5 separate regions of the Mus musculus genome follow, and regions 1, 2, 3 and 5 are each linked to region 4. The links are chromatin contacts, called in public HiChIP or PLAC-seq and promoter capture Hi-C maps. All regions are on one chromosome and are shown on one strand. The core of a region is the stretch at or near the end of the contact, and the rest is flanking DNA. Distances in the headings are between cores, read along the strand shown.

Region 1 (5,919 bases), core at 2,747-5,246, 400 kb after region 4:
AGCTGTGAGAATTTGTGCAAACTATCTGCTTGTTGTGCCTCTGTTTCCTCATCTACTAAATGTGGTTTAAAATAGTGTTTGTGGGGCTGAAAGATGGCTCAGTGTTTAAGAGCACTTGCTTTTGTAGAAGACCTAAATTTGGATTCCAGCACTCGCAACAGGCCCCAGTAACTCCAATTCCATGCTATCTTCTGGCCTCCAAGGCTCCCCACATACATATGTGCATACCACCATGCGCAAGCACATACACACATAAGAAAAACATTTTAAAATAATAATAAATAGGGACTGAAAAGGTGGCTCAGTGGTTAAGAGAACTTAGTGTTCTTGCTGAACCTTGGTTTGATTCCCAGCACCCACATGGCAGCTCACAATCTTCTGGGTAAGGGGATTTCTAACTCCCTATTCTGACCTCCAAGGGCACTAGGCATGCATGTGGTACACAGACATATATGTAAGAAAAACACTCATACATACAAAGTGAATATATCTAAAAACTTGTTTAAATAATAAATAAAGTTACATCTGAAGGCTATTTGGCTTTCCTCAGAAAATCAGGATATACTACTTACATGAAAGTGTGGAGGCCAGAAGTGGTGGCTCACAGCTCTAATTCAAACACTCAGGAGATAGTGGCAGGCAACTCTCTGTGAGTTCAAGACCACCCTGGTCTACATAGTGAGTTCTAGGTCATCCAGGGTTGCATTTTTTAAACGAAAGAAAAAATATCCCTGCCATTATATGTAGTGCATGCTGCTTCGAAATTGCTGGAGGGATTTGGGAATCTTTTTCATCAAGGCTTTTTAAAATTCATTTTGTCAAAATTTCCTGGATCACAGGCCTCATTTCTGAGAGATTCAAAAGCCAGTCAGTTAACTTCAGATACTTAAACTTCCTTGAAATGGGTGTTTCTCTCTGGGAGTGACAGGATCTAGGATAAGAAGGTGATGCTAGCAAGGATACTGATTCCATCAGCAAGCAACAACAGACAACCCAACCAGAATCCAGGACTGAGGCCACCTGAAGCCATTTGTGGTGATGCACACTCGAAATCCTAGCACTGGGTTGACGGTGGCAGAAAGACTTGATGGCCCTCCCTGGCTACATAGCATGTTCCACCAGGCTTGGGGATGCATGAAAGCCTGCCTCAATCAAGCACGTCAACAAACGTACTGAGCTTGGAATGCTGGAAAACCAAACAGAGATAAGTGCTTAGGAGTTGGAAGGTGTCTTAGTGGTTAAGAGCACATACCGACTTCGATTTCCAGCACCCACATAGGGTGGCTCACAAATGCTTCTAACTCCAGCTTTGGGGTCATCCAATGACTCTGGCTTTCAATGCCCCCTGAACTCATATGGCCCCTGCACACATACACATAAGTAAAAATAATCAAAATAAAATGGAGTATCAAAAAGAGAGTATATTTGACTCAGACAACCCCTAAAGAATAAAAATATACCTACAAAAACTATAAAAAGAAATAGGCCTCTAGATGTTCTGTCGGTTAAAAGTGCTCACCCTGCACACGTGACGACCTAAGTCTGCTCCCTGGATCCCACAGTAGAACTAATTTCTGAAATTTGACCTTTGTGCTGTGTGGCACATTCACGTCTACACTCACACACACACATCACATACACACAGCCAATACTTTTTAAAAATAAAAGTTTAAAAAAATGGCTATAAAAGAAGACATGGATATCAAGGTTCAGAGTCCAGAAACATTGTTAGTTGAAACAATCTATAATATTGTTTTCAATCTATAGTATTGGTTTTTCAGCAACTCATCACCCAGGAGCCGTGAGGTACTCTGTGAATGATCAGACAGATGATGCTAAAACTGAGCTTGTATATTGGGAATTTGTATTAACATGGTTTCTAACCTGAGTGGAGCATTTGTATCTGGGGCTGTGGCAGAGTAAATGAGAGTCAAACCTCAAGAAGGGGTTCCCAGGCTTGGAGTGCTGGCATATCCCATTCATTTGGCCCCCCTACCTTCTTTCTCTAGTCCATCTTCTTTTCTATTCCTCTAGGTAGACTGCTTTCACTTCTCATCTGAAACGTCTGAAGTAACCCTGCATCCTTCCATCCTGGCAAGTTTGCTGGCTCCTCAGCCTTAGCTTCTCTCCAAGTCCTCCTCCCTTAAAAGCTAACGTTAAGGCTACAGGAGCAACTAAGCCACAGAGCGTTTGCCGCGCATATGTGACATCTAGGGTTCTGTCTTCACACCTCCCACCCTCCTGCCACACACACACACACACAAGTTAATGTTAATAAAAGGAATAGCCATCTTCTTTGTGATTCCAAAATAAATAAATATGTGAAAATGGCAGAGAGGGATCATGGGAAACTCGTCTTTTTATTATTGAACACAATCCAGGACTATAGTGTAAGTGTTCCATACAATCTATTCCACTTATTAGGACTCCAAATATGTGGTGTAATTTAGAAGAGGAACGCACAGTCCTCAACAGACACTCGGAAGGAAACATGGGAAAAAGCCTCTCCCTGCAGCCTAACAGTACAGAAGCTGCAGCTTGGGTCTGCAGTACAAGTCCCCAGTCTGCTTCACTGAGCTGAATGCATGGTGGATGAGAGGGAGATTTCATCGTGCCTCCCCTGCTGGGCCTCTTTGCACCTCCACACATGCCATCCCATCTCCCTGGTCTTTCCATCACTTGTTCTGTAGACCAGTTGACTCTGTGCTTCCCCTCCCATTCCCATATAGATCCTTAAAATGCCCTCTGTTATCCACTTCCAGACTCCCACTGCTCTTCTGCAAAACCTGGCTAGTATAAGCTGTCCATTTTGCCAGAAAGAATAAATACTCATTTGCACATGGCTCAGCAACCCCTTCACCGGACTCGGTACCCTCCCCCCCCCTTCTGTTCCATTCACCTCCATTTCAGACCTCCTCTCCCTCTTCTGTCGGAGTAAAGAAAGGCTCTTCTAGGCAGCACAATGGCTGGCACTCTGAGGATGCACGGCTCATCCCACGCAGCCCCTGCTCATACTCCACTGTCTTCCCTTTGCCAAATAAGACCTGGTCACCGGGATGGGTGAGTCGTACTTGGAGACAAGATGCAAAGGGAAAGACAAGAGGGCAAGAAGAACGGATTGTATAACACCCCTTCAGCTGAACCTCCGCTCTGCAGCACCCTGGGCCCCAAGGATGAGGGCGGGCTCTGCACACTCCTTTTCGTCACACTCGTCCTTTCTCCAACCTGCTCTGTGTAGTAAAACAATCGCTCCCAGAGGACTGCAGCCAGAGGGTCTGACACTGCGAGAATGCCCCGTCTGAGGAAGGCTCCACACGCCGCGGAGGGGCACAAGTAGATTGCAGGATCAGATTCGTAGGGACAAAGATGATTTTGAGACGCCTAAGATAAGCGGAACACATAACGGTCCTGGAATGACATATGGAGTCCACATTGCTCCAGCACCATCAGATAGGGTTTCCCGGCACTGTGTTGCACATGAACACACACACACACACACACACACACACACACACACACACACACACACACACACGATGCTCTGAGATGATGCTACCAGTACCCACTCCGGGGCCCTTGAGCTTGAGCTCCCGCAAGACTGGGAAAGACCAGGACGACGGCCCACGAACCCTTCTTTTTACTTCTGAGGAAAAGACCCAGAGGAGATGAGAGTAGCGCATACCCGAGGAATCCTATGAGAGAATCTCCAATCCTCTGGTCTTCTTCACCACCCGAATTCGACCCCCCCCCCCCCCACACACACACACACCCGCCCCCAGGACTGGGGCTAGTCCAGACTAAGATCGCCTTTCCCACCACCGCACCTGAGCGGGTCCTGGAGGAAGGAATCGGATCCCAGGGCTCAGCCAGACATCCCCAACCACCGACTAGAGGTGGCCCGGTGCAGCACAACGTCAGCGGGCAAGCCAGCCAGCGAGCGCTCCCCCGCTGCTCCGGCTGCGCCTGGTCCCCGCGCTCGTGCCCGGGCTCCCGGAGGCGCGCCCGCACTCGGGAACCCGCCTAACGGGCGCGCCCAGGGCCTGAACGTCATCCTGTCGTGAACACTCATAGCTTCCTTAGAGCACGTGGACCTACCTTTATTAATATTTATGAATTGCCGTTCCTCCCTTCTTTGATACTGGCCCTTCTGCTTCCCACATGAATATTCAGAAGCTCCGAGATGGGGGCGTGCAATCGCTACCAATATGGATTCTTCAGATGGCCCAACACTAGGTTTTGTATAAAAATGCAGGCAAATGGAGTAGATGGGCAGGCAGATACTGACAGACACACTCAAAGAGCCTCTGGCACTTTTTGGACTGCCCTTCCTATTCTATTAGGGGTTGTAGTGGACAAGCCAAGAGGTGCGCCTTACTCCAAAGTCGTTCATAGCTCCAAGGTGAGGGGGCTGGATGGTGGGAATAATTTTGTCATCCAAAACTGTGGAATGCAAGTGAGAAATTTGAGTGAGGGGGATCCAGGAATAGAAAGACTTCAGACTTTACACCTCACACGTTGATGTGCTGTATGTAAATCTGTGCTTAGAGATGCTATTCATATAAAATCTAATAATGTAGTTTTAAAAAAAAGAAAAGAAAAAGAAAGAAAAGAGAAAAGACAGCACAAGAGAGGCATGTCTGCCTGGTGACACCTCCTAATTTTGTCTGATTTTAGGCCAAACCAAGAATGACAGCCGGGAGGTGAAGGGGGTCTTCCCTATGTTGATTTATGCACTCTTATCACAACAGTTCAATCATGAGGGGCAGGGAAGGCAGGGGGACATCATCTCTGATGAAATTAGAAAAAGTATTAGCCATTCTGCCCTCCTGGTAATTAGAAACATGAGGGTGTTTTTCTTGTTAGAAAAAAAAGTGGTCATGAGAGCTCAGCAGGTGAAAGGTGCTCATTGTCTAAACCTGAACCCGACTCTGGGGACTCCCATGAATGTGCTAGAAGAGAACTGAGTCCACAACATTGTCCTGCAACCTCCACAAGAGCACTATGGCAACTGCACCTATATACACACACACGCAAAACAAGAAATAGATGCTAAACCCTATTTTTCTGGCGTCATGTGGTTTTGTGACCTTGGGAAAGTTATCCTTGCTGCGGCTCACGTTTTCATCAACATAATGAGGGTTATACCTCCCACTTCCGAGGCCTGTTGTTAGATTAAGGGAGTGAACTCATGCAATGCACTTCTAGGAAGGAGAGGAGGAGCTATGACCCTTGGCTACTTCCTTAGCAGAAGCTTTAATGCACTTTTCTATGCTGGTTTTGATTGGTGATGGTGGTACGAGGTGTAGTGGAGGTTGGGGTGGGGGCTCAAACCATGTAGTCAAGGGTTGATCTTGAACGTCTGATATTTCCACCTTCACCTCCCGAGTGCTGAGACTACAGATGTGTACTTTCATACCCACGGCTTGTTTTTTGTTTTTTGTTTTTGTTTTGTTTTGTTTTTATGTGCTGCTGGGAATTATTGTGCATGCTTCTCAACTCCTAGAAATTATTTCTTAGATCTAGAAAGATGGTTCAGCAATGAAGAGCACTAACTGCTGAGAAGCCAAAATTCCATTCCAGGAGATTCAACACCTGCTTCTAGCTTCCAAGTGTCCCTGCAACTCAAGTGGTATATATATATATACTCAGACATCAACACATAGTTATTACAAAAATAAATAATACATCTTTTTAAAAAAGACTCCATGTGCAATATTCAGAGTATGAGAGAGGCTTGTGAGGAAAGTACTGGAACTGAGAAAGAGTTTGGTCTTTGGGAAAGAGTTTGGTCTTTGCAAACCCCAGTGTTCCAGCTGAGCATGGTGGCAAAAGTGTGCACACCCGGCACTCAGGATGCTAAAGCAGGAGTAAACACTTACTCTTTTAACTTTAGGGCTAGTCTGGGCTACATGGAAATTA
Region 2 (5,726 bases), core at 1,638-4,137, 430 kb after region 4:
GAAAGCAGACCAAACAAGCCTCGTAAAGCAAGTCAGTAAGCAATGTTCCTTCATGCTTCACTTCCTGCCTCAAGTTCCTGTCCTGACTTTAACTCATTGACAGAATGTGATATAAAACTGTAAGCCAAATACATTCCTCTTCAAGCTGCTTTTGGACATGATGTTGTATTGTAGCAATGGCCACCTCACTTATGCTATATCTGAGAGGTCTGGGCATTTGTTTTGCCATTGACTTTGACATCTGGGTTTCAGGTTCTTTCCACGTAGGAATAATAATAATAATGGCTTATAATAAGCATTTGATTCTATAGATGACCCGATCAGTAGCAGGTCTAAGCATTGGTGAAGGCAAAGGGAAATAAGAAGAAAAAGAAGTGAAGAGCCATAGAAGAGATTGGGAGTAGGGAACAAAGTCTTCTAGAAGAGGCAGAATAGTTCAGAGAGTAAGCAAATAGGCCACCCTAAATGATGCCATTTTTCTATAAGGGCAATTGTGAGCTAAGAGCACTTAAAAGTGAAACAAAACCAGCAAGAAAGGAGTTCTCTTAAAGGTGGGGCCAGAGGAAGACTAGTCAGGTCTCTACCACTGAGCTACACTGCCAGGCCAAGAGGGGCAATTATCCTCTCCTTTCCCTCTTTTTATTTTTTGGTTTTTCGACACAGGGTTTCTCTGTATAGCCCTGGCTGTCCTGGAACTCACTTTGTAGACCAGGCTGGCCTCAACTCAGAAATCCGCCTGCCTCTGCCTCGCGAGTGCTGGAATTAAAGGCATACTCCACCACGCCCGGCTTCCTTTCCCTCTTAAAAGCAGGGAGTTGCTGCTCTAAAAGTAACTTGAATAGGAATTTGAAGGGGATGGGAATTTAGCTCAGTGATAAAGCACTTGTCCAGTATACACGTCTAACTGGGCTAGATTTTTAAAAAATAGTTAATAGGTGGGGTACAAACCAAACCTTATCAAAATGCGATTTTTTCTCTTTAGCCCCACCCACCACTTCTCTACAACTGCCATTCTTTGCACAATGGCATTTAAAAACATTTGGGCTGGGAACTGGTGGCACACTCTTTTAGTCCCAGCATCAGGAGGCAGAGGCAGGTGGACCTCTAAGTTCAAGGCCAGCCTGGTCCTCACAGCTAGTTCTATTTTCAAGACAGGGTGTTAGTCCTGGGTGTCCTCGAACTTAATTTTTTTTTTCCTTTTTGGTTTTTTGAGACAGGGTTTCTCTGTGTAGCCCTGGCTGTCCTGGAACTTACTCTGTAGACCAGGGTGGCCTCGAACTCAGAAATTTGCCTGCCTCTGCCTCCCAAGTGCTGGGATTAAAGGCGTGCGCCATGCCAGGTTTCGAATTTAATGTTAATCCTCAGCCTTCCCTGTACTGGAGCTAAAGGAGTGAGTACATCCCACCACACCCAGCCGCGAGGACTCCTAACCAAGATCTTTTGAGGTGGAAAGACTCTTTTTTAATATGAGCCACACCTCCTGTTGGCAGCCTATATAAAGAACATGGATGAAGGGAACTCACGCTTTCCTGCTTGCTCTTGCTCTCACTGGCAAGTCCATTCCTCCACTGGCAGTAGAGCCTACTACTTTGGGATTCCAGCGTGTACTGAAGACCAGCTTCGACACCCAGCCTTGTGAAGTGCACAACTGCTGAACTCTTGGACCTTCCATTCACAGGTAACCATTGTTGGTTTAGTTGGACCACAGCCTGTAAGTCATTCTAATAAACCCCATATATATTCATTAAGTTCTGTTCCTCTGGACTAAACTAACTGGGTGGTGGTGCATGCCTTTAATCCCAACACTTGGGAGGCAGAGGCAGAGGCAGGCCACCCTGATTTACAGAGTGAGTTCCAGGACAGCCGGAGCTATAGAGTGAAGCCCTGTCTCCAGCCTCCCTCCATCCCCCTCCAAAAAATAAAAGAAAACCCATCTCCAATCTTCTTCATTCCCTTCTCAGGGTTTATATGTCAGTCACTACTAACTCACTAGCTAACTTGTATGCTTTTCTTATACTTGACTCTTTCTGGGTTTTGTTTCTTAAATTCAAAGGAGAAACCTGAAAAGGGTAAAAGTGGCTTTTCCTACAGTTTCATGACAAGAAATTATGGAGCCAGGCTAGAAATGAGCCAGTTGAAAACAGCAATCTCTACTTGTTTTTTATCACAGCCATTCCATCATTACAATCCGCACTAAATGCTACCTAAGTGGTTGATGCCTTATATTCTGAATCACTCAAACTTCTGATCTCTTGCCTCCAAATTCCAAGTGCTGAGATTGTACTATCATGCCCTGTGTAATATAATTCTTGGACTTGAAGCCAGGGCTTTTTGCATGTGCATGATAACTGATTACTCTATTGAGTTTTTGTTTTTTGCTTTTGTTTTTTTCTGAATCAAGATGTTGTTACACAGCTCTGCCAAGGCTGGTACTTACTAGGTAGCCAAGGCTGGACTCGAATTTGGACCATTTCTTCTCTTCAGCTTTCCAAGGGCTGGGATTTCAGGTGTGCATCACCATACCTGGTTTATTAGTCTTTATAGAAAGCCTCCAAATTATCAAGGTGTCTCCTATTTTATTGTTTTCATCATTTGTTCTTAAAGGATATCAGAAAGACCAGCACTGATGTGTAGATAGATTAAGGAGGTTAACGATCGCTCAACAGTGAGAAGGGGTTTGACTAGGAGGCAACAAAGGTCTAGAATCCTGGACCTGGATACCCAGAATGAGTCTGGACTCTGAGGTCCAGCCAACTACAATTCCCAGGCTCCCAGACCACGCCCCCCGGTATGGCCCCGCCCTACCTCGCTAGCCCCGCCCCTGCCCAGCGACCGGCAGGCTGCCCGCCCGACTTCCCAGCTGCCCCGTGCGGCCCGGGCATGCCCAGTGTGGGCGCAGCCCCGGCTCTCCGAGCGCCCGGGCGGAGCGGGCAGCCGGGCGCGGAGCAGGCGAACCGAGCCTCGGTGGGCGAGCGCCCTGGCTGGAGCCGCGGCGGTAGGGTGGCGGGGTAGGTGCAGGCCGCGGCGGGCAGTGGGCTCGAGCCGCTTGCAAATCGCAGCCTGGGCGGCAGGGCCCATCGAGGGCTGGCAGGCCGGAGCTAGTTCCTAAGGTTCTGGAAGGGGCTGCGGCAAGGACCCCGGCCCCCGAAGGGCCCGGGACGCGAAAGGCGGCAGGGGCAGGCCTGGCGGCGGCGCGCGGGACTCAGGCTTTCCCCAGGTGCGGCGGGGCTATCTTTAGCTCCGGTGACCCTCAGTGAGCGAGGTCCGCACCTTGTGCGCGGCAGTGGCTGGGGAGGAAGACGGGTTCTCACCCCAATTGCCCCGACGCTGCGGGAGAGAAGGGGCCGAGTACCCCAGGTTGCCCAGGAGGCAGCCTGTGGCCGGGTGATGCGTGAGGGTGTTTACCTTTTCCCTACCTGGAGTGGGAAACACTGGCTTCCTCCCTTCCGGGACTTGAATCTGGTGGCTTCGGAATGAAAGTGCAGGAGTATGTCTCAGTAGGTGCTTAATCGGTTCTAAAGACTGTCAAATTTATTGGCCAGCAGTGTTTCAAGGTTTAAGGAAGGTGATGCTTGGGTTAAACAAAAATCCTCGTTGCAAAGCTTAAGCCAAAAAGTCCAGTCTCGGTTAGAACACTGAAGTTCCAAAGTTGGTTGTAATTAGCTTTCACTCACTGTTGACAAACCGTTTATATGTAAAATATTGTGAACCAGATGATGCATCTTGGTTTTCTCTGTTGTTAGAGCCCTTTGTGTCAGTCAGTGTGTGGTCTCAAATCGTGGAAGGTTATTTTTCTGCTTGTCTCAGCAATTTGTTAAACAGGGCAATTCATACCAAATGTTCTCTCCCATAGAAAAGTTGTTAGGCCCACGGTATAATAATGGCCTTTCCTTTAAAGGCTCTATTTGGTCACTGGTACTTTGTTAGTTGGTACATGAAGAAGCCGGGTATTAATCTGCCAAGGAGTCAAATAACACAGTGGTTCTGGGATATGACAGATTTTGAAGCTCCCTGTCTGGGCTCTTGGAGAAAACTAGAGTAATGGATTTTCTCACCTCAAGTCGGGTGTGTTCTTTAACAGGATTACATTTATCCAGAATTTTTTCAGCTTTGTTTATTCTGTCGTACTCTATCCCGTGAAGAATTTTAATATGCTACCCTTTATTTGTAGATGAGCAAGTTGTTGCTTAAGATGGTGGTACATTTGTGATATACCTTAGTGTCTTGGACATTTACTAGTTTCCTGGTCATGGACTGCTTTTTACCACAACTCCTAGAGCACTGGCTTTCTCTGTACACATGATTGAAGCTCTTGAGGTTTTCTTTTTCTGCTTTTTTAGGAGGGGGGAGTGGGAGTAGTAACAGATGTTTCCTAACCTTAGGAACTTCTCTAGGTGAGCACATTTGGGTAGGATTTGACGTAAGGAGCAGATGCAGGCAGCCTTCTGACTGTACTCCCTGTTTGTCCAGTTCTGAATGGCATCAGTCCAGTTGGGTCAGTGTGGTGCTGAAGTGGCCAGAGGTCAAGGAAAGTATCCTTTATGTTTTGAAGTTTGAGTTGTATACAAGCTGACTATTATATTTTATTATCTCTTAAATTGAAGATTCTAAGCTTGATTTGGTGGGGCATGATAACTTTGGAATCCTAAAATCTCATATTTTTGCAAGCAGACTTTCCATTCACCTGAGAGTTCACTTTAAAGAAATTAAATAATTGAGAGTCTTTGGGGGGGGGGCAGGGTTTCTCTGGCCCTGGCTGTCCTAGAACTCACTCTATAGACCAGGCTGGCCTTGAACTCAGAAATCCTCCTGCCTCTGCCTCCCAAGTGCTGGGATTAAAGGTGTGCGCCACCACTACCCAGCTGAGAGACTAGTATTTTAAGATTATTTATATATAGGGGCTGAAGAGATGGCTCAATGTTTAAGAGCACTAACTACTTTTCAGAGGACCTAGGTTCAATTCGAAGCATCCACAAGGCAGCTCACATTTGTAATATATGACTGATGCACAGATATATGCAGGCAAAACACTTATCTTCATAAAATTAAGTTGGTTTTTTTTTTGTGTGTTGTTGTTTTTTAAAAAGCTGGGTAGACCTCTTAGTTCAAGGCCAGCCTGGTCTACAGAGTGAGTTCCAAGACAGCCAGAGCTACACAGAGAAACCCCATCTTGAAAAACAAGATTTTCTAGTATGAACCCTCTTATCATTTTGGTACTAGAGACTGTGTATGCGAGGCAGGTTCTCTACTAAACTATATTCCCAATGTTTTGTTTTGTTTTTGAGAGAGTTTTTTAAATTATCCAGTTGTTAATTAATTCAGCTTGTGTAGACCTTGAACTTGTGCCTATCTTAGCCTGCCAGGCAGCTGGGATGCTAGGATTTCATCACCAGCCCTCAGTCTCAGTTTAATTTCTCTTGGTGTTGGGAATGGAACATACCGTGCAAGCACTCTACCACTGAATTGTACTTTTTTTTTCTCTATCAGTTCTTTTCAACATTTATTGTCTGTTTGCATCTGTTTGCATGACCTTGCATTTACATGTGAATGAGCCATGGCCAGTGTGCTTGTGAAGTCAGAGGACAACCCACCTGTAGGCTCTGCAGAAGACACACCTTCACCTCCCCAGCCCCGACTCTGAGTTATTTGCAGCTCTGTCAATTTATTAATTATAAAGCTGGGTTTTCCAATCAACTGAGAAATAATATGAGAGAAACCTTTACTAT
Region 3 (5,858 bases), core at 2,769-5,268, 300 kb after region 4:
TCATTTGCCACATGTGACAATTTAAATTTGAATTAATTAAAATTCAATAAAATTAAAGATTCAACATCTTAGTTGCACTGGCCGTATTTCAAGTGTTCATTGGCCTCAAGTGGCTATTGGTTCCTGTGTTGGATGGTGCAAACGCGGAACATTTGCACCACTACAGAAAGTTCCATTGGTCGATGCTAGTGAGAGCATTCCTGTGGCAGAATACCAACAGCTAGGTCCAGCACATGATCCTCTTCCTCTCCCATGAAATGATGCTGCATAGAAAATAAACAAGCAGATGCTGTGGTCTCAGGAGTTAGAGGGGACAGGCCAGAGGATGCAGATGCTTTCTTGGAAGAACAGGAGAGAACTGGAGTTCTCTGCACTCTAGAGTCAATAACCTAGGCACACACAGGAGTGTGTGCTTCAAAAATAAGTGTGATGTTTGTTCATGTGTGCAAACATGCAACATCCATGTTCGACAAATGTTTGTGAAGATTCACATACATCTGCCAGACTCTGGATATTTAGGAGTGGGTAGATAGGCTTGATTCCTGATTGAAGTCTAGGTCCTTAGGAAGATGATAAAACAAAAACTCAGAGATTTGGGAGACAGTGTGTATACAGCCAGGGAAGCTTCCAGGAGGTGGTGATCTCTATACTAAGACCCATAAATCTATTTGGTAAAACATTTCTGCTCATCTAGACACACACACACACACACGCACATGCACACACAGTTCTTTGATTCAGTCACCAGCTATTTTTTAAGTGCCTTCTATCAGTACACATGGCAAGATTCTTGAATACAACAATAAGTTACACAGAGACTATCCTGGAGAAATAATGATGCAAATAGCAATTTAATTACAGCTGTGCTAAGGATTTGGTGGTAGAAGTGCAGGGAGATGCTGAAAATGCAACTGGAATATCTGACAAAAACCTGCCACAGACATGGGCGTATGTGGGTGAGTTTGAGGGCTCATGTATTTTATGTATACTTTGTACACATCCGTTGCCCTCGGCTGCCTTCAGATTTTATATTCGTGTGTGTGTGTGTGTGTGTGTGTGTATGTGTTTCTATAATGAACATATCCAAGACAGTGCTATGGATCTTAGCTTGCATGTCACCTAGTGCTAACATTCACATTCAAGAATTCTCTAGAGAGTTCCCACGTTTCCTTCCCAGACCCATGCTGGGTGTGAAATGAACATCGACCTCTTTGAAAAGTTATAACCTCTCCATTGCCATTTATCTGACCATGGGGGAAAAAAGGTGGGCACTCTTTGGGAGCCTAGGAGTGGGTCCTTCATTCCAGAGATAAAAATGCTGCCACTTTTGCAGACCCTGGGGACCGGGGGCATTCTCAGGGAGTTGGACCTTGGGAAAAGAAGTGATGGGGCAGCTGAACAGGTGGTGTGTTAGCCCCACCAGCAGCCTGGTCTCTGTGTGCGCATGTGTGAGCTCTTGATGTCCCCGCAGGCACCCTCTTTTCCCGCTCCTGACGCTGCTGTTTGAGAAATGTGAACAGGCCACCCAGGGCTCCGAGTGCATCACCTCCGCCAGCTTTGATGTGGACATCGAGAACTTTGTCCACCAGCAGGAGCAGGAACACAAACCCTTCTTCAGCGATGACCCAGAACTGGACAATCTGGTAAAGATCCCCTACCCTCCATCCCGGCTCGAGTCTTCCCTCCCTGTGATCCCATCCCAAATATTATTCTAAAAGTGTTCCCTTCATTAGTTGATTTAACAAGAAGTTGTGAGTGTCCACCACTGAACAGGCACTATGTGTACTGTTTTATGGTTGAGAACAATTCCCAGTATTTTTAACTGAGATTCTAGTTGTGGGCTTTGCTACCAGTGTTTTCTCCACCTGTACCTCTGGTGGCACCAGCGTCTGCACATCTGTTACCTTACCGTTTAAGCAAGTGGAGAAAACCTCTTTTCTAGTGGCCAGGTTGCCAGAGGTAGCTATTCCAAGTTTGCACAGAGAACTGGTGGCTATGTGCTACTGTGGTTGGCAGAAGAGACAGATGTGTAAGGGTAAGAGGCATGTTCAAGCATGTCAATATGGAGAAAGACCTGGTCCTGCTAGATTTAACAAAGGTTCTTCCCTCTTATTGGACACAATAGATCATACCTCCAAATAGTTTGCTACTCAGATCAGTACTACATCCTGTAAAATACAAATTCCTGGGCTGCACTGTGGGACTGTGATTTTGTAGATTCAAAGGGGGCCTGTGAATCTACATTCTATATTTCCAAGGGAACTGCCATCATTAGCTTTCGTGGCTGCCTTGTTGTATAGGATTCTGAAGTCCTCATCTAGTCTGTGACTTCTATTGAAGAGGGGTGTTGGCAAGGCCACTGTGCTTGCTCATCATGCTGAGTCGTCTCCTGGAATTATTACCTATTTCTTTGTTTGTTTGTTTGTTTGTTTTTCCTGTATGTGAACTCTGCAAATGTGCTCTTCAACATAGACACACTGATTGATAGTAGTGCTGGCCTCTTCTGCCCAGAATTTAGCTTCCCCAAAAGAAAAGAGTTTGGGAAATAAAAGTGACTATAAAAGAAAGTACATGTTCTCACACACACATGTACACATATACATGAGTACACACGTGTGCACACACACACACATATTCAGTACATCTACAGGGCAGATGGCTGACTTCGGCATTATTCTGGACTGAAAATTACTCACATTGCCGCTATTATTGGCATCCAGTGCAGTACTTTGTGAAGAACTGCACTGGATGCTACCTGGAGAACCCACACTGGCCTGGAGGTTTGCGGTCTGGTGATGATTTAAAAGTGGGAGCAGGGCTCAGACGGGGAAGAAGCTCTTACTGGCTGCAAGGAATATTAGTGAAAGCTCCCAAGTCTACCTCTGCTCATCCCTGGCTCTTTCCCTCCCTAGCAGGCATCGAACCCTGGCTGCAGTCTCGAAGATTCCAGTGTGCTGGTCCTCCAGCTGGTGGAGGGCCAGGCTAACTTAGCCCTGCCCTGCTCCTCAGCTAGTTGGAATTAGGAGACTTTGCAATTTGGAAAGGAAAGTCTCAAATTTAGCCTCAGGCAGCTATGGAGCAAAGAGACAGCTCTTTCAAAAAGTCAGGATATGCTTGAGAAAGGGTAACTGCACGCGTGCACACATGTAATGAGCTTTGCGTCAGTATTTATTCTCGGTAGGACCTTGGTGACCGAACCCCTTGATGCTCAGTTTCCTCATCTATACAGCTAACTATACCCAACTCATGCGACTGGGATAAATTAACTGGATGGCTCATAGACTTGGCCCTTAAAAATGTTTTGCATCTGAAAATTCATCTCAATGTGGTATCGTGTTCTAGATCCACAGGCTTACCTCCTGGCTGTCAAAGACACACCATGGTCAGGAGCCTGAAACGTTTAGGGTAGGATAGGGAAATCCAACAGTCCCCTTTGCCATTGGTTCCTAGCCCTATGTCAAAAGGAGGAGACACAGAGGCCAAGCACAGGAGCCATCATTAGGACAAGAATCATGTCGCCAGCACAGCCGAGATGCACATAATTAGAAATTAGAAAAAGGTCAGATCCCGTTATTACCAGCTCAATCAGCTACCGAGTGCCACAGCCAGTTAATTTGGCATCTGTATTTTTTACAACCCCGCACACGTAGCCCAACGGACTGTAACTCTTTCTCCGGACAGATATACTGCGCAGCCAAGCAGGGACATAAAATGAGGGACCCCAAGCAAATGAGCTGAGATAATTGAGAGATTTATTTTTTATATATGTGTGTGTGAGGGCAGCTTTCCTTTGCCCTTGAATATTGACTTTCATAGATGAGATTGTCGGGAGGGCACTGGATTCCCCCAAATCTTTGCCCCTCTGAACACCCTCCTCCAGCCCCTCTCTGACCCTCCCCTGCTTTCTCCCACCTCTTGGGAAGCCCCGTTCTTCCTTCCCTCCCTGTAGCTCTTTGCCTGTCACACCCTCCCGTGCTCCTCACAGTCTCCCAGAGCCGCTTTTCCTGACAAGTCTCCATGGAAACAGCTGAGTCAGCTCTCCCAGTACCGCCCCAAATTTCTGAGAGAGGATCCAAGTTAGAGATTTCTGAGGGAGGGAATCCTGGAAGCTTGCTGCTCCACAGCGCCTCTACTGTGAGGAAAACGTAATTACAAAAAGGTTGGGGTTAGAAACCCAACCTTAGAAAGATGTCCACTCCCATCTCCTTTTACTCACAGCGATCCTCACGTCCATAGAAGAGAACCCTGGTCTTTGACTCCTGATTTTGTGCCTCTCCCACTGACACTCCGCCTCTCCCTGGTGACAATAAAGCCTTCACATAAGAGAATGAAACCAATATCTCCTTGGAGCCCCGACTAGGACCTTCCCCAGATCCATTTCGGGGGCAGCTTTCTATTCTCAGGTGGTTAAATCAGGAATCCCTGGTGACCCCTCTGGGATATAGTACAGTTCCTACACCATGCTTCTTTCTAACCTGGCCTCCAGATCCGACACCCTCCCTGGGCCTAGCAGCCTCTGACTGGCACTTGGTAAAGTTTGTAAAATTTGCAAGTTCCCCAAACCCCTTTGAAAGGTAAAAGCTTTTTGTTTTATAAAATCTGATTTACGGGCCCCCGGTGCAAGGCCAAGGTTTTATATATTATGCAAGATTTCAAACTAAGGCTGTAAAACGTACGGTTTCAGTTTCATGCATGGAATTTTTTTATGTGTAAATTTTTTAACATTTATGGGGCACGTTTTAATGAGACTCTGGTGTGGCTCCAGGGACAGATTATAGCTGCCTGACCGCAAAGCCAGTTCCAAAATGGGGCCTCCCAGGCCCCTGGGCCTACTCTGAAGAGGCAGGCCTGGAGGCCAGAGGCTAGGAGTGAGGAGTCACTTGAAGGAACCAGCTCAGAGCTGTAGGCCCACAGAGACCTCAGCAAGCCCTGATCTGAGAGTCACTCACCTTATCCTCCAGTCCAGGCTCTTGCCTAGAAGGGAGCTGAAAACCTCACAGACACCAGAAACAGCAAGAGAAATAAGCATATCAATGATGATGATAATTAACATTTATAGACCACTTACAGGTACCAGGTGCTATCCTAAGTTATTTGCATCTATTATCTTATTTAAAACTCACAAAGCTTAATATTAATATTAACAATATTATCCCCATTTTGCTGGAGGCACTTGCTTCAATTCTCAGACCACTTCCCCTTCTCAATTTCTCTCTCTCTCTCTCTCTCTCTCTTGCATACTGTCTGTGTGTGTGTGTGTGTGTGTGTGTGTGTGTGTGTGTGTGTGTGTGTGTGGTTTTATCTCTGGTGGCCTGGCTGCTACACTGGCTATCCAAACATCCCAGGGACCCTCTGTCTCCAGCCCTCCAGCACTGGGATTATAAGCACAGGCCACCACGCCCATCATTTTTATGTGAGTGCTGAGTATAGAACTCAAGTCCTAATGCTTGTGTAGCAAGCGATTTACCATCTGAACCATCTCTCCAGCCCTGCAGTCCTCATGTTAGGAAGTAAGATAACACATGGGATCATGCAACTATGAACAAAACAGAGCAGAGAACGAAGCTGTGAAATGCAGCTCCAACTCTAAACTCACATACACACACACACATACACACACACACATACACATACACACACACACACACATACACACACATACACATACACACACATACATACACATACACACATACACACACACACACATACACACACATACACATACACACATACACATACATGCACATACACACACATACACATACACACACATACACATACACATACACACACATACACACACATACACATACACACACATACACATACACACATACACACACACACAGAGAGAG
Region 4 (5,297 bases), core at 604-3,103:
TCAAATGCCTGTCAGGGTTGGTCTGAGGCACAGAGAGAATGAGATAGGGAGTGATGCTTTTTGTGAAGTGGCCAAATGTGGCAGAAACACTTTGTTTCCCATATTATTCTGGCTTGTTAGTGCCTGCCCAACAAGTAAAGGGGAACCCTAATTACGAACAGTAGACATGAAAGGCAGAAGCTTATTAAGTTGTGGCTTACTTTCTCTTCCATCCCACCCTCTGTTCATGCAGGTACAAACAAATTTGAGGCCTCAATTGGAAGAGCAACATGGGCCACCCCTGCTGGGTACCCAACTTATGAGCAAGAGAATGGAAGCTTCCATCACAGGGAGAGGCAAAGCCTCCTGATCTAACTGGTCTAGCCCCAAGCTACATTGCCACTAAGGAAGGGTACAGAAAACTCTATGGGAAGGGGCTGCTGAGCACCAAGCATGGGAACATGGCAGACTTCAAGGCCTGAGCTCTGGGAACTGCAATCAGAAGGAATGGGCTGAAAGCAGAAAGGAAGGACAGGTTCAGACTCTTGCTTGTTTGGATTCCAAGGCCTGGAAAAGGTGCATCTCTCCTTCCCATGTTAAATTATAAACCTCTGTAATTATCCTGTACCTATGAGGGATTTCACCTTGTTTCAAAGGTGCTGGGCCTCTCTCTCTCTCTGTTTCTGTCTCTGTGTCTGTCTCTGTCTATGAACTATTCTTTCTGTATTTCTCCAAGTAGGACCCTGTTGATCTATCCTCCACTCGATCCTGTTGATAACTCAGCCACTTTGAAGCATTAGTGCTGCCTTTGCAGAGTCAAGGCTTGGATGGGGTACGGGAGCTGTCATAAGTACTAAATGTAGGGGAACTTGCTCTCGGGCTCTTGACCGTGTCCACCCTCAGAGCCCAGTACCTTCCTTGCCTCACTCTTAAGATGCCTCAGTGGATGAAGACATCAGGGTCAGTTTGGTGAAGACTAAGGTGTTGTATACAACTGCAAATGCCAGTGTGAATTAAGCACTGGGTGCTCAAGTCATGACAGCTGTCCTTTAAGAACAAACAGGAAGTGGCTATGGGAAGAACTTAACCCTGAACATAGGTGCCAAGTTTAGCAAGAAATGAAGATACCACTGGAAACATCTGCGTAACTGCTACTGAGCAGTTGCTAGGAGACACCTTGCAGCCACCCTCTGCCTGGTGTTCTGATGCCCCTTCCTTCCGCTCTTGAGTCCTGGTTCACGACATGCCAGGCTGACTCCTGGCATTTCCGCCTGACCTCTAAGCTGCCCATCAGCACCAATACAGATTTCCTTTGCCAACTGTGCCACTGCTTATCCTTGGTAGGGCCTGGCATAGCAGCAGCCATGGGGCTCGTGAGGGGCAGTAAAGCATTGTCACATGAACAACAAAGATTGGTGTTCTGGGGCTGCGACAGCTGTCTTTCCCAGAGGGCATTGCTCATGACATTGATAACACTGTGCAATCCAGCAGGAGCCTAGACCCCCATACAAGATACATCCATTGCATTTACTAGGATGTTGTGTCAGTCAGTGTGTTAGCTAGATACACTGGCCTCAGCAATAAAATATAAAGCTCACTTGCCTGGTTCTCACTTTAGTCCTGCAGGAAGCAGTCAGTCAGGCACATCTTATCCTCAGGACCTGGTACAGGGCAGGGGCTGGCACATGGTAGTCTGCTCAGTGTTCACAAATCCCTCAAGACCAGAAAGACTGACCTTATGTGGAAAGGACAGACTTTAAGGCAAAGCTGTGTTACTTCTGTAGGCCACTAGATGGTGATAGCATCCCGTAGTAGAGTCCAGGGCAGGCAGGGTTGCTATTCCTTCCTCTGCAGAGAAGGAAGACTCTGCTTTCCTGACACAGCCTCTTGAGAGATCAGTGTGGGAGGAGTGGTTCTAGGAGGTCTTCTCTATCTCAGCCTCATTACTTACCACATTCTTCCTGTCTCCTCATCTACACAGGGGAATAACATTGCTCAAGGCATGGGACTGGTGTGAAGGGAGATAAGTGTTAGTCACACTTGCTGCTCTTGTCTCCTTTGCAGAGAAGACAGACTATGAAAATAGAAACAACACAAGCTACAAAGCAATGACCTCAGTTGAGGGCTACATCATTCATTAGTTCAGACCTGATGCGACAGGACTGGTGGGCAGGGCCAGTAGGGGCGATCCTGGTGGCTTCACGTGTGACAGTATTTGAAGGAAGAATCCAAGGGCCTTGGATGATCAATATGAAAAGGCAGTGAGAAGCAGAAGACAGAAGAAGCTAATATAAATCTTGTCATGCTGTCCTATGCTGGGATAAGGACCAGAGCATGGACACACGCACACATGCACTCCAGGCAGGCAAGAGAGTCATTAGAAAGCTTCAAAAGATTTGTGAGAGCCCAGAGCCAGGCTTCAAAAATGAAGGCTTAGGCTGGAGGTGTAAGAAGAGGGTTGGAGAAAACCCCAAAGGCTGAGGATCACCACCCCCATGGACCGTTCTGCACTCGCTTGCCAGGCCAGGTTCTCTGCACCCTCCTCATCCCCCCAACACGCCAGCTCTGCGCACAGTTTGTTCACTAGAGGCCTGGTACCTGTCTTCTCTCAGGCCTCTGCACTCACACGGGGCTAATGCAGGAACATTACCTTAATTAGTTATTCATTTAATTTAACTTCACATTTGGTCTCAATTAAGCTTAAAATGTTCTTCCTTATAGATGCTACAATAGCACGTGTAATTAAAAGGCAATAACTCTTTGTGTTTCTCCTTTAGAGACCCACTGGGAGGCTGGGCTAGTGTGTATGAGGAGTGGCAGGTGGGAAGTAGCTGGAAGGGAAAGAGCCTCTTGTAGAGCTGAGAATTTTAAGGCTTCACTGAAGGAGTGAGGAAGGACCTAAACATGGGACCAGACAGAGGGTGGGGAGGGCCGCTGCAGGGAGCCATGAGACCTAGACAAAGCAACCGACCTTGTCCACGAGGCTATGGGAATAAGGGAGGTTTGGGGGTGGAAGGAGGCCATCCTTACAGCTAAGAAATGGAACCCTATATCCTGTAGAAGGTGTAATGCCTCCCCCCCCCCAGACTGTCTACACCCTAATTCTTAGATCCCATAAATATATTGTGCTACATGATAAACGAGACTTCTTGAGATGGGTTGTCAACTGAGCCCAGGATAACTACAAGGCTCTCATGAATGACAGTGAGGCAGGGGTGGAAAACAGTGGAAGATGTTACATTGCTGATTTCTGAATGCAGAAAGGGCTCATCAACCCTGGAATGTGAGGGACTTCTAGAAGCTAAAGAATGCAAATAGGTCCTCCCCTAGAATCTCTCCTACAGTATTGTCCTTAGCCCTGTGAGACAGTAAGATAATACATGTGCATTGTTCTAAGCCATGTGAAGTTTGTAATGTTTTACAGCAGCAATAGCAAACTCATACGCATCATTAGTGCAAAACAGGCATGACCGACTTACAGTCAGAAGCATAGAAAAACTGGAGCTCCCAGTGCTGGGAAGCTGGCTCAGTGGGTAAAATGCTTGCCGGGTAAGCATGAGGACCCGAGTTTGACTCCCAGAACACGCTCGAAGAAGAAAAGTATGGGGGCAAGTTAATTGTCCAGCACTCGAGAGGCAGAAACAGGAAGATAGTAAGCTCCAGACAGTGAGAATTTACCTAAGACAAACAAAAATCAAGATGGATGGCATCTGACAATGACACCTGAGGTTAACTTATGGCCTCCACATGCATACATATCCACCAGGCATGTGCACGTGCATGAGCCAAAAACCTCAAAGATTAACAGGTATACAGGGGTGGCCACATAGCACCGAGTACAGCAGCATCCTTACCATCCTTTTAGAAATAACTCTAAAGGGGATGTGCCCTCTTTTGGCTGCTGCACAGTGCCCCAATCAGAGCTCATCAATGACATCATCTTTAAGTATACTTCAACTACTTTAACCCCCACTCCTGCCCAATTCCAGGCTTCCTCCCCACAATCAACAGCTCCTTCTAGGGGTTTCTCTCAAGTGGATCTGTGTGGCCTGAATTTGGTCCCTTTAATCCTGTTTGTACCTTACAGACACATAGTGTAATATAAGTGTTAGGAGCTTGAACACTGAGCCAAACTGCTTCACTTCCAACCTTGACTCCTGAATCCCCCTGTTGAATGATTCCCCCAGTCTGTACCTGTTGTATCAAGTGGAGACACAAACAAGACCCACTTAATAGATCTGATACATGGTGACATAAGCGTTTACAGTGCGCTTTGAGAATACCTGGCATCTTTGCTGCACGTAATAAAGACTGTCTTGTCTGCACGTATGACATATGCTTATTCCCAGGCTTGGGGTTGGGGTTAAAGGGTCAGTTCTATCAGCTATAAAAAGTCCTTTCCAGTCCTAAACTGTCACATTCCACTCAGGGTAATCAACAAGTTTCCAGATTATTTTCTGTATCTAATTCTCGCATCTGGTTAAGCCAATGGCTGGACTGACACATTTATCATTTGTTCTTATCAGTGTTAGTAGTTCTAAAGAATTTTTACCTTTACAGATATGAGTGAGAGAAATGGTGAGTGCAAACAGCTAACCAGTGGAAAACTAAGGAGTTGCTTGAAAGCAAAAGTTGATCTTTAAGGTATGAGATGAAAATGAATGGAAGAGGAGTTAGTGCTGGCGCTTCAAGTCTGAGAGGCACTACTACTGTGAACTTGCAACCCCGTCTTTTCCTCTGCCTGTTTCCCATCTGTGAAATAACAGCACATTTCTTTGCACGCTGGGAATCAAATAGAAACACCTTGCTTCTTCAGCGATGGGACTGAGTTGATAGGAAAGGTTAGAGCTTGAAGAATAGAACAGGAAACTCATCACTGTATTAGAATAAAAACACTTGGTGTACCCGGGATGCCTCCACCCTGATCCCTCCATTGCCTTTCTCCATCAGCACACATCTACTGGGCATTCATCGGTGTTGAAGTGCAGATGTGTTGTTTACATGGAGGAAGCACTGTGCTCTCAGTGCCTGTGCGCTGATACAATCCTTCTGGTGCATTTTAACATTAACTTTCTGAAACCACTGATCAGAAAGGAATCAAGTTTTTCTACCCAATTACCAGTGAGAAATTTTTAAGTTGCTTATCAAAATATTAATATGCTTGGCTGGTTTGAGACACTTCTAAAATATTACACGGTATCGCTTAACTGACTGGACAAACATTCTACCGTAATGGAGCTGGGAGGGTATTGCTGGTCTTCGCTGCCAGGCCACTATCCTGCAGCGCTATCCAAGGACTTGTTCTCTCACACAGTGGA
Region 5 (5,400 bases), core at 19-2,518, 280 kb after region 4:
CCTCTTCTGGCTTTGTGATACACAAGCATGCATTCAGGCAAAACACTCATACACAGACAACAGTACAATTTTTAAAAAGGATGCTCTTTGGGAGAAAGCATGGTGCTTAAGGTGGAGGGCTGAGAAGACTGAGCAAATTTATACAAACCCCCAGTTCCCACCTCACCGGTCCTCCTTCCTCTGACCTCTCTCATTATTGCCCCTAGGCCACAAACACAATCACCACTGTGCATCCAGTCATGGTATCTGCTAGAAATAAAGTTTCTGGAAATGCAAGCGGGATCCTCCCTCTCACTGAGCCTGAAGGTTTATGATAGACTCAGGAAGCATATTTAAGAGGGGTTAATGAAGCAGCCTATGTAAACCCCTGGCACCGTGGCTGATGTAAAGCAGAGCTGCACTCCAAAAGACCATCACAGCAAGATTCCTGGGCTCCAGCATCCTTCCCAGGATGCCAGGCTCATGCTGTACCCAAGCCAAGCTTTAGGAGAGTTGACGCACGAGACCAGTCCACAGGAGGGGTGACCCATGAGTCCTGTCCACCGTGTCGTGTGAAGTATGACTCAGATAGTCCTTTAATTAATGCTTCTTCCAGCTCATCCCCTATCTTCCCCTGGGATAACCCAACAAAAGCACTTGCCCAAGGCGGACTTGTGACCATCTGACCCAATACAGAGACTCCTAGGCAAACATGGCTGTGTGGCTCCTTGCAGCTAGGTTGGAGCTAACGCTTATACCATTGCCTAGCTCTCTGGCCCTACTGCCTCTAGGCCCAGAGCCCCCAGAGTTATCTCCTATATTCACACCTCTCCTATTAGTATCAGCAGCCCTCTCTGCAGCCATTGCTTGGACACCCAGTCTCCTGTAGGGTCAGTCATTTTAATTAGATTTGCCTGCCTTGGGCAGTTTGGTTGTTCCAAAGCACATTAGGGAGTCCACATTCTATGTCAATAAATGTAACAAGACCCTTCCATTCATATTAGTGCCCAGCACTACTTTTTTGGAAGTCTTCCCGGTGGCCCCTTCCAGGACTATAGATGGGAAAAGATGGGGGAAGCTCCCCCCACCCCTGCCCTGCCGGCAGGCAGAGGGACAGTATGACAAAGCCTGCCAGTGCCCCTAAGGTTTTATTTGTGTATAAGGACGTGTTAATGAAATGTATTGGTTCCCTTCTGATCTGGAAGCTGGGGGAAGGGACGAGCAGAGCCCATCTTTAATTGGATCATACCGGTGCATCATCTGGGCTAATCAGCAAAGCAACCAGGAGCTCCGGCTCAGATTAATGATTTCAGTCTAATCCAAGCAGATCCCATGATTGGATGCACATCCCGCGTAATTGTGTTTGTGGCCCAGGAGCAATGATGAGAGGGGATCGGAGGAGGGGAGGCCTGTGGAGTAGGAGGTTTAGGTTTGGATGGTCCTCACTTTTCTCAGCCCCCACCTCAACTCTGCTGTTTCCTTCCAGGGAAGTTCAGATGTAACTTGGACTGCCACACCCCACCTGCCACGCTGCTGAACAGTGGTCAGGTGTCAGGTGCAGTTAGAGACCGAGGGATTAGGATGCAGAGCTGAGATGGGGCCAAGAGGGTGAGGTTAATCCAGCTTTCACTCCCCTTCCTCCCCCTCCAGACTCCTTCATTCCCCTTTGAAGTGTGTGGGTTCCCATGGAAACCGTGATGTCCTGGGGAGCAGAAGAGTGGCAGGGAGCTAGGCTGGCCAGGTGCGAGGTGGGGAGGAGGGCGAGTGGGGGAGGGAGAGTGACTTTGCAGAGCATGCTCAGCTAAGGTACTGGCTGTCTCTCCTATGACTGCAAGAACCTCTCTGAGAGTTCTGACCCCCCCCCCTCTGTTGGTGCTGAAGTTACCTACGATAAAGAAATGTGGGCTGGAGGTCTGAATAGCCAAAAAATAGTAAAACCAACTATGCTTTGCTTCCCCATTAAAAAGCACTAGGGGTCAGCTGCAGAATCGGGTGGAGGATCTCTAACCGTATTTCTTTGTGCCATTACTCCATTACTCGATAAATTAATTGGATTAACACCTGGATTAACATTTCTGTGCCTTCCACTCGCTGGACTGTTAACTCCATGGGGACAGAGTTGGGTTTCTGTCTATCCTGCTCATTGCTCTGTCCTCAGCAAGTTACACAAGTCAGCCTTAGCAGCATAGGCAAAGAGGGTGCTGAGACAGGCAATGGTGGTGCACGCCATTAATCCCAGCACTTGGGAGGCAGAGACAGGCAGATTTCTGAGTTTGAGGCCACCCTGGTCTACAAAGTGAGTTCCAGGACAGCCAGGGCTACACAGAGAAACCCTATTTCGAAAATCAAAAAACAAACAAACAAAACAAACAAACAACAAAAAAAGAGGGTGTTGAATTGCTTGTCGAGGGGATTAATTAAATAGGTTAGACAGTACCCCATAAATACACTGTGGCCCTAGTTTGAGATGCTGGCAATTGGTAGGGGATGGAACAATCGAGGAGCATGGTTCATAACATTTGCCAATTTCTGTTTTGTAAATGTACCTTCCATGACCCACTCAAAACTGCTACTGAAGAATTGGAAAGAAATACACAGACAGGACTCAGTACAATCCAAATTCGAAGATCCATGTCACAGGCACACAGTCTCTATTGCTGATAGAGGGAGGGAGATGATCCTGTGTGCAGATTCATTAGCTTTCAATGGCCTTGCTCATCCTCTCCCCGGTCTGTCCCTTCGGGTCTAACTCTGGGATCTTAACTTGAAATGTTCTCTCTTTAATGACTTAAATACTTCAGAAAGTGCTGAGGGTGGAGTAAGAGCTGGATACGTGTGTAAGCGCCATGGTGCTCCACACCTGAATGCCAAGGCCAAGAGTTTTCTGCTTTGGGGATTCTACTCAGTACTGTTTCTCTCTGCTTGCGCAAGCTCACTCTCAGCATCCGCCCTGGTCCAGGAACCTTTGCTGGCTTACCAGTGAGAGAACTCCTTTATGGCAATTCCAGAAGCCCTGCTTTAAACCCTTTCCCCCACTGTTTTCTTGGTGTTTTTTGCATACTGCACACCGAAGACTTAAACCAGTCCCCCAGTTCCCATGAACTACTCAGCAGAGAGCCTCAACACTGGTGTGTCCCACCCCCTGAGATCTCATACTAAGTCCAACTGTCACTCAACAAACCAAGGTGAATTCCTAAAGTGCTATGTATATTACACCCATTCCCGTTGCATCCAGACTGGGTTCCTCTCAAATCCATACCTGTGGGGGAAGGGAGGAAACAGGACAGCAAGTATCTGAGTATCGGTCAGATCACTCCCAGGAGAGCATCTTGAAGGTCACAGAATCCTGAGGCTTGATCCCGACAGTCCTTTTAGCTGGAGGTGCAAATTCAGCTTAGCAACCCATGCTAGGCAGGGGAAGTAGAATAATGTTCTAGAAATAGACGTGGTGATAACTAACTTTGTCACCTTGGGCGAGTTAATCTCTCAGAGCCTCCATTTTCTCAACTGTAGAAAAGAAAACACTAATACCCAGGATAAAGTTACATAACATTAGGTAATGCCCAGTGCCTACAGCAGTGTGTTGAGTGGCCTGGAGGTCTTAAGCATAGGCCCATCTTGTGTGGCTTTGGCCTACTCAGTCTGAAACACTCAGTGATGTAGGTCTCGGAATTAGGATAGCAGCCTTGGCAGCTGCATAGTACACGCGCTGGCTCCGCAACTGGGCACTCAGTGTTTCTATGTCCCAGCTTCCTCCTCTCTAAATGTGAGTGAGCGTAACACTGTATCTTCATCAGGACTGCCTAGAGGATTAGATTGCACAGGCAAAGGCTTAGTAAAGAACCTGGGTGGGGGCAGGTGCTGGGGAGAGGCTCAAGTGCTTGCAGCTGGAACATGGATATCTGAGTTTGGATCTCTAAAAACAAACAAAACAGGGCAGGGCAAGTGCTTATTTGTAATGGCAGTGATGGGGGTGTTTGGGCAAGCACCCATCTCAAAAATAAGGTGGGAATGAAAGCAGAAGACATCTGACATTAACCTCTGGCTCTCTTCTGCATGGGCAAGTATGCTCCCACACACGTGTGCAGGCACACACCACATGTGCACACCTGGCTGATGGTAAGCATTCTCTGTGGGTGTCAGCTGCTGTTGAACGTTTTGGGAAATTGAAGCAAGCAGGGTCATCAGGTCTAAGGAGCAAAGGGCAGGGCTCTGGTGATGGGAGCGAGCTCCTAACCAAGTGGTTTTCACAGTGCTACTCAACGAAGCATTTATTCAGTGTACTGTGTGCATGTAGAGCATTATATTAAGTCCTGAAGGCATTGCTCAATGAAGAAATGTGCAGGCAGGGCAGGGGGAGGGGGAGGGAGAGGGGGAGAAGGAAATGGACATAAAGAGTAACTGAAATATATATTTGGCACATAATAAGGGATCTAAAAAAGTATCCAAATATCTGACTTAAGGCATCTGCCCTGTGTGGGAGAGTCAAATTTTCCCAAGGGAGGCAAACCCTGAGAGAGTGGCAGTAAAGTTGCCCTTTTAGGGGCTAGGCTGAGAGATGCTAGGAAGTCAGTGTCCCTAGGATCAGGCTAGACAAGTGGCAGGGGTACTGTTGTGACTGTCCTCTGCAGCAGCTTCCTGGCCAGCACCCTGGGAACTGCCACTTCCTAACTATGCGTCACTGAGGGAATTTGTCCACCCTGTGACCAAAGAGTGTTCTGGCTACAAGTAAGTGACCCTAGGGCTTTACTCTTTGTCTTCACTGGCACTATACTTGGTCACTTACGGAATGTGTTGGGTAAGGTGGCCTGAGGATAGCATGAGAGAGATGGAGACATTCCAAGGAAGAATTGGGACCAGAGCTCTGGGCCAAGGCTTCTGAAGTATTAGATACAGGGAACAGATGTTCCAGGCTGTGTCCTTGGCAAGGCTTTGTGAACTAGAAACTTTAGTGACCATTGCATGCTCTCGGGAGCAGCTGGATCTGCTGGCATGGGAAGTAACATCTTAGCTAACGGCCGCCACCAAGGGTTCCAGCCTACTGGGGCCATTATCTGAGAAGTGATATCATACTCTTGTTTCTCTAGTTCCAAGGAGAGCACACTCTATCCCCTTGCCACTGGCATCTGAAGGCTCTCGGCTCAAGCTTAGCTTTTCCACAGGTTATTGGAAGGCCAGGGGATTGCAGCTACCTTGTTCTAGAGCAGTATGTATGCCCAGAGGTGGCAAATGCTGTGTTTCCACCAATCAGTCCTAGTCTAGGTAGAGCTGCATTGTCCAGAGACTGTGTTCACACCCCACCTGGTCATAACTTACTGATAAGAGATCCAGGAATCTAGAAGCCCAAAAACGTATCCTCACAAGGTTATGCACTGCTTGGTACACGGAGACCTCAATGACAAGAGTCTACAACTGAGATGC

Evidence for each region. Promoter capture Hi-C pulls out the DNA fragments that hold promoters and counts their contacts. HiChIP or PLAC-seq counts read pairs in DNA pulled down with a chosen protein or histone mark.
Region 1: a contact with region 4 is called in an H3K4me3 HiChIP or PLAC-seq map of forebrain, with 3 times the contacts expected there. The contact joins the promoter of Fez1 here to the enhancer-like site in region 4. A contact is called at or near these places in 2 of 39 promoter capture datasets (embryonic stem cells and stem cell-derived epiblast-like cells), 10 of 115 datasets of contacts at active chromatin or transcription factors (astrocytes, craniofacial prominence, embryonic basal ganglia and 7 more) and 1 of 9 other capture datasets (embryonic stem cells).
Region 2: a contact with region 4 is called in a promoter capture Hi-C map of pre-B cells, with 2.7 times the contacts expected there. The contact joins the promoter of Ei24 here to the enhancer-like site in region 4. A contact is called at or near these places in 14 of 39 promoter capture datasets (the 3T3-L1 cell line, 3T3-L1-derived adipocytes, the C10 cell line and 9 more), 6 of 484 Hi-C or Micro-C datasets (bone marrow-derived macrophages, cerebellum, cerebral cortex and 3 more), 5 of 115 datasets of contacts at active chromatin or transcription factors (astrocytes, embryonic stem cells, large pre-B cells and 1 more) and 2 of 9 other capture datasets (adipose tissue and embryonic stem cells).
Region 3: an H3K4me3 HiChIP or PLAC-seq map of embryonic basal ganglia shows a contact between it and region 4, with 4 times the contacts expected there. The contact joins two enhancer-like sites. A contact is called at or near these places in 1 of 15 datasets of contacts at CTCF or cohesin (embryonic stem cells), 3 of 484 Hi-C or Micro-C datasets (cortical neurons, embryonic fibroblasts and muscle stem cells), 5 of 115 datasets of contacts at active chromatin or transcription factors (SST interneurons, embryonic basal ganglia, embryonic stem cells and 2 more) and 1 of 9 other capture datasets (liver).
Region 5: a contact with region 4 is called in an H3K4me3 HiChIP or PLAC-seq map of embryonic basal ganglia, with 5 times the contacts expected there. The contact joins two enhancer-like sites. A contact is called at or near these places in 7 of 39 promoter capture datasets (the 3T3-L1 cell line, the C10 cell line, embryonic stem cells and 3 more), 10 of 15 datasets of contacts at CTCF or cohesin (CD8 T cells, the G1E-ER4 cell line, the NIH/3T3 cell line and 4 more), 163 of 484 Hi-C or Micro-C datasets (the 63-12 cell line, the AML12 cell line, the AtT-20 cell line and 89 more), 20 of 115 datasets of contacts at active chromatin or transcription factors (CD4 single positive thymocytes, DN3 thymocytes, SST interneurons and 12 more) and 2 of 9 other capture datasets (adipose tissue and embryonic stem cells).

What each region holds. Positions count from the first base shown.
Region 1 is chr9:36,830,817-36,836,735 of GRCm38.p6, reverse strand. It overlaps Fez1 (fasciculation and elongation protein zeta 1 (zygin I)), which reads right to left and starts at 3,996. Exons shown (of 10, transcript NM_183171.5): 1 at 3,825-3,996. It also overlaps the pseudogene Gm27219.
Region 2 is chr9:36,794,495-36,800,220 of GRCm38.p6, reverse strand. Ei24 (etoposide induced 2.4 mRNA) reads left to right here and starts at 2,887. Exons shown (of 11, transcript NM_001199494.2): 1 at 2,887-3,008.
Region 3 is chr9:36,932,106-36,937,963 of GRCm38.p6, reverse strand. It overlaps Pknox2 (Pbx/knotted 1 homeobox 2), which reads left to right. Exons shown (of 13, transcript NM_001029838.2): 6 at 1,472-1,643. Among named protein-coding and RNA genes, the nearest start is that of Gm34652, 39 kb to the left of the region's middle. Within about 2 kb of position 4,018, at least 96 of the 459 cell types and tissues checked have an H3K27ac peak or open chromatin away from gene starts, as enhancers often do. A contact at or near this core is called in cortical neurons and embryonic basal ganglia, where this site is marked.
Region 4 is chr9:37,226,592-37,231,888 of GRCm38.p6, reverse strand. It overlaps Slc37a2 (solute carrier family 37 (glycerol-3-phosphate transporter), member 2), which reads left to right. Exons shown (of 19, transcript NM_001145960.1): 19 at 233-2,740. Among named protein-coding and RNA genes, the nearest start is that of Tmem218, 21 kb to the right of the region's middle. Within about 2 kb of position 1,853, at least 137 of the 459 cell types and tissues checked have an H3K27ac peak or open chromatin away from gene starts, as enhancers often do. A contact at or near this core is called in adipose tissue, bone marrow-derived macrophages, cerebral cortex and 5 more, where this site is marked.
Region 5 is chr9:36,946,714-36,952,113 of GRCm38.p6, reverse strand. The region is part of intron 5 of Pknox2 (Pbx/knotted 1 homeobox 2); the gene reads left to right. Among named protein-coding and RNA genes, the nearest start is that of Gm34652, 25 kb to the left of the region's middle. Within about 2 kb of position 1,268, at least 33 of the 459 cell types and tissues checked have an H3K27ac peak or open chromatin away from gene starts, as enhancers often do. A contact at or near this core is called in cerebral cortex, embryonic basal ganglia and stem cell-derived motor neurons, where this site is marked.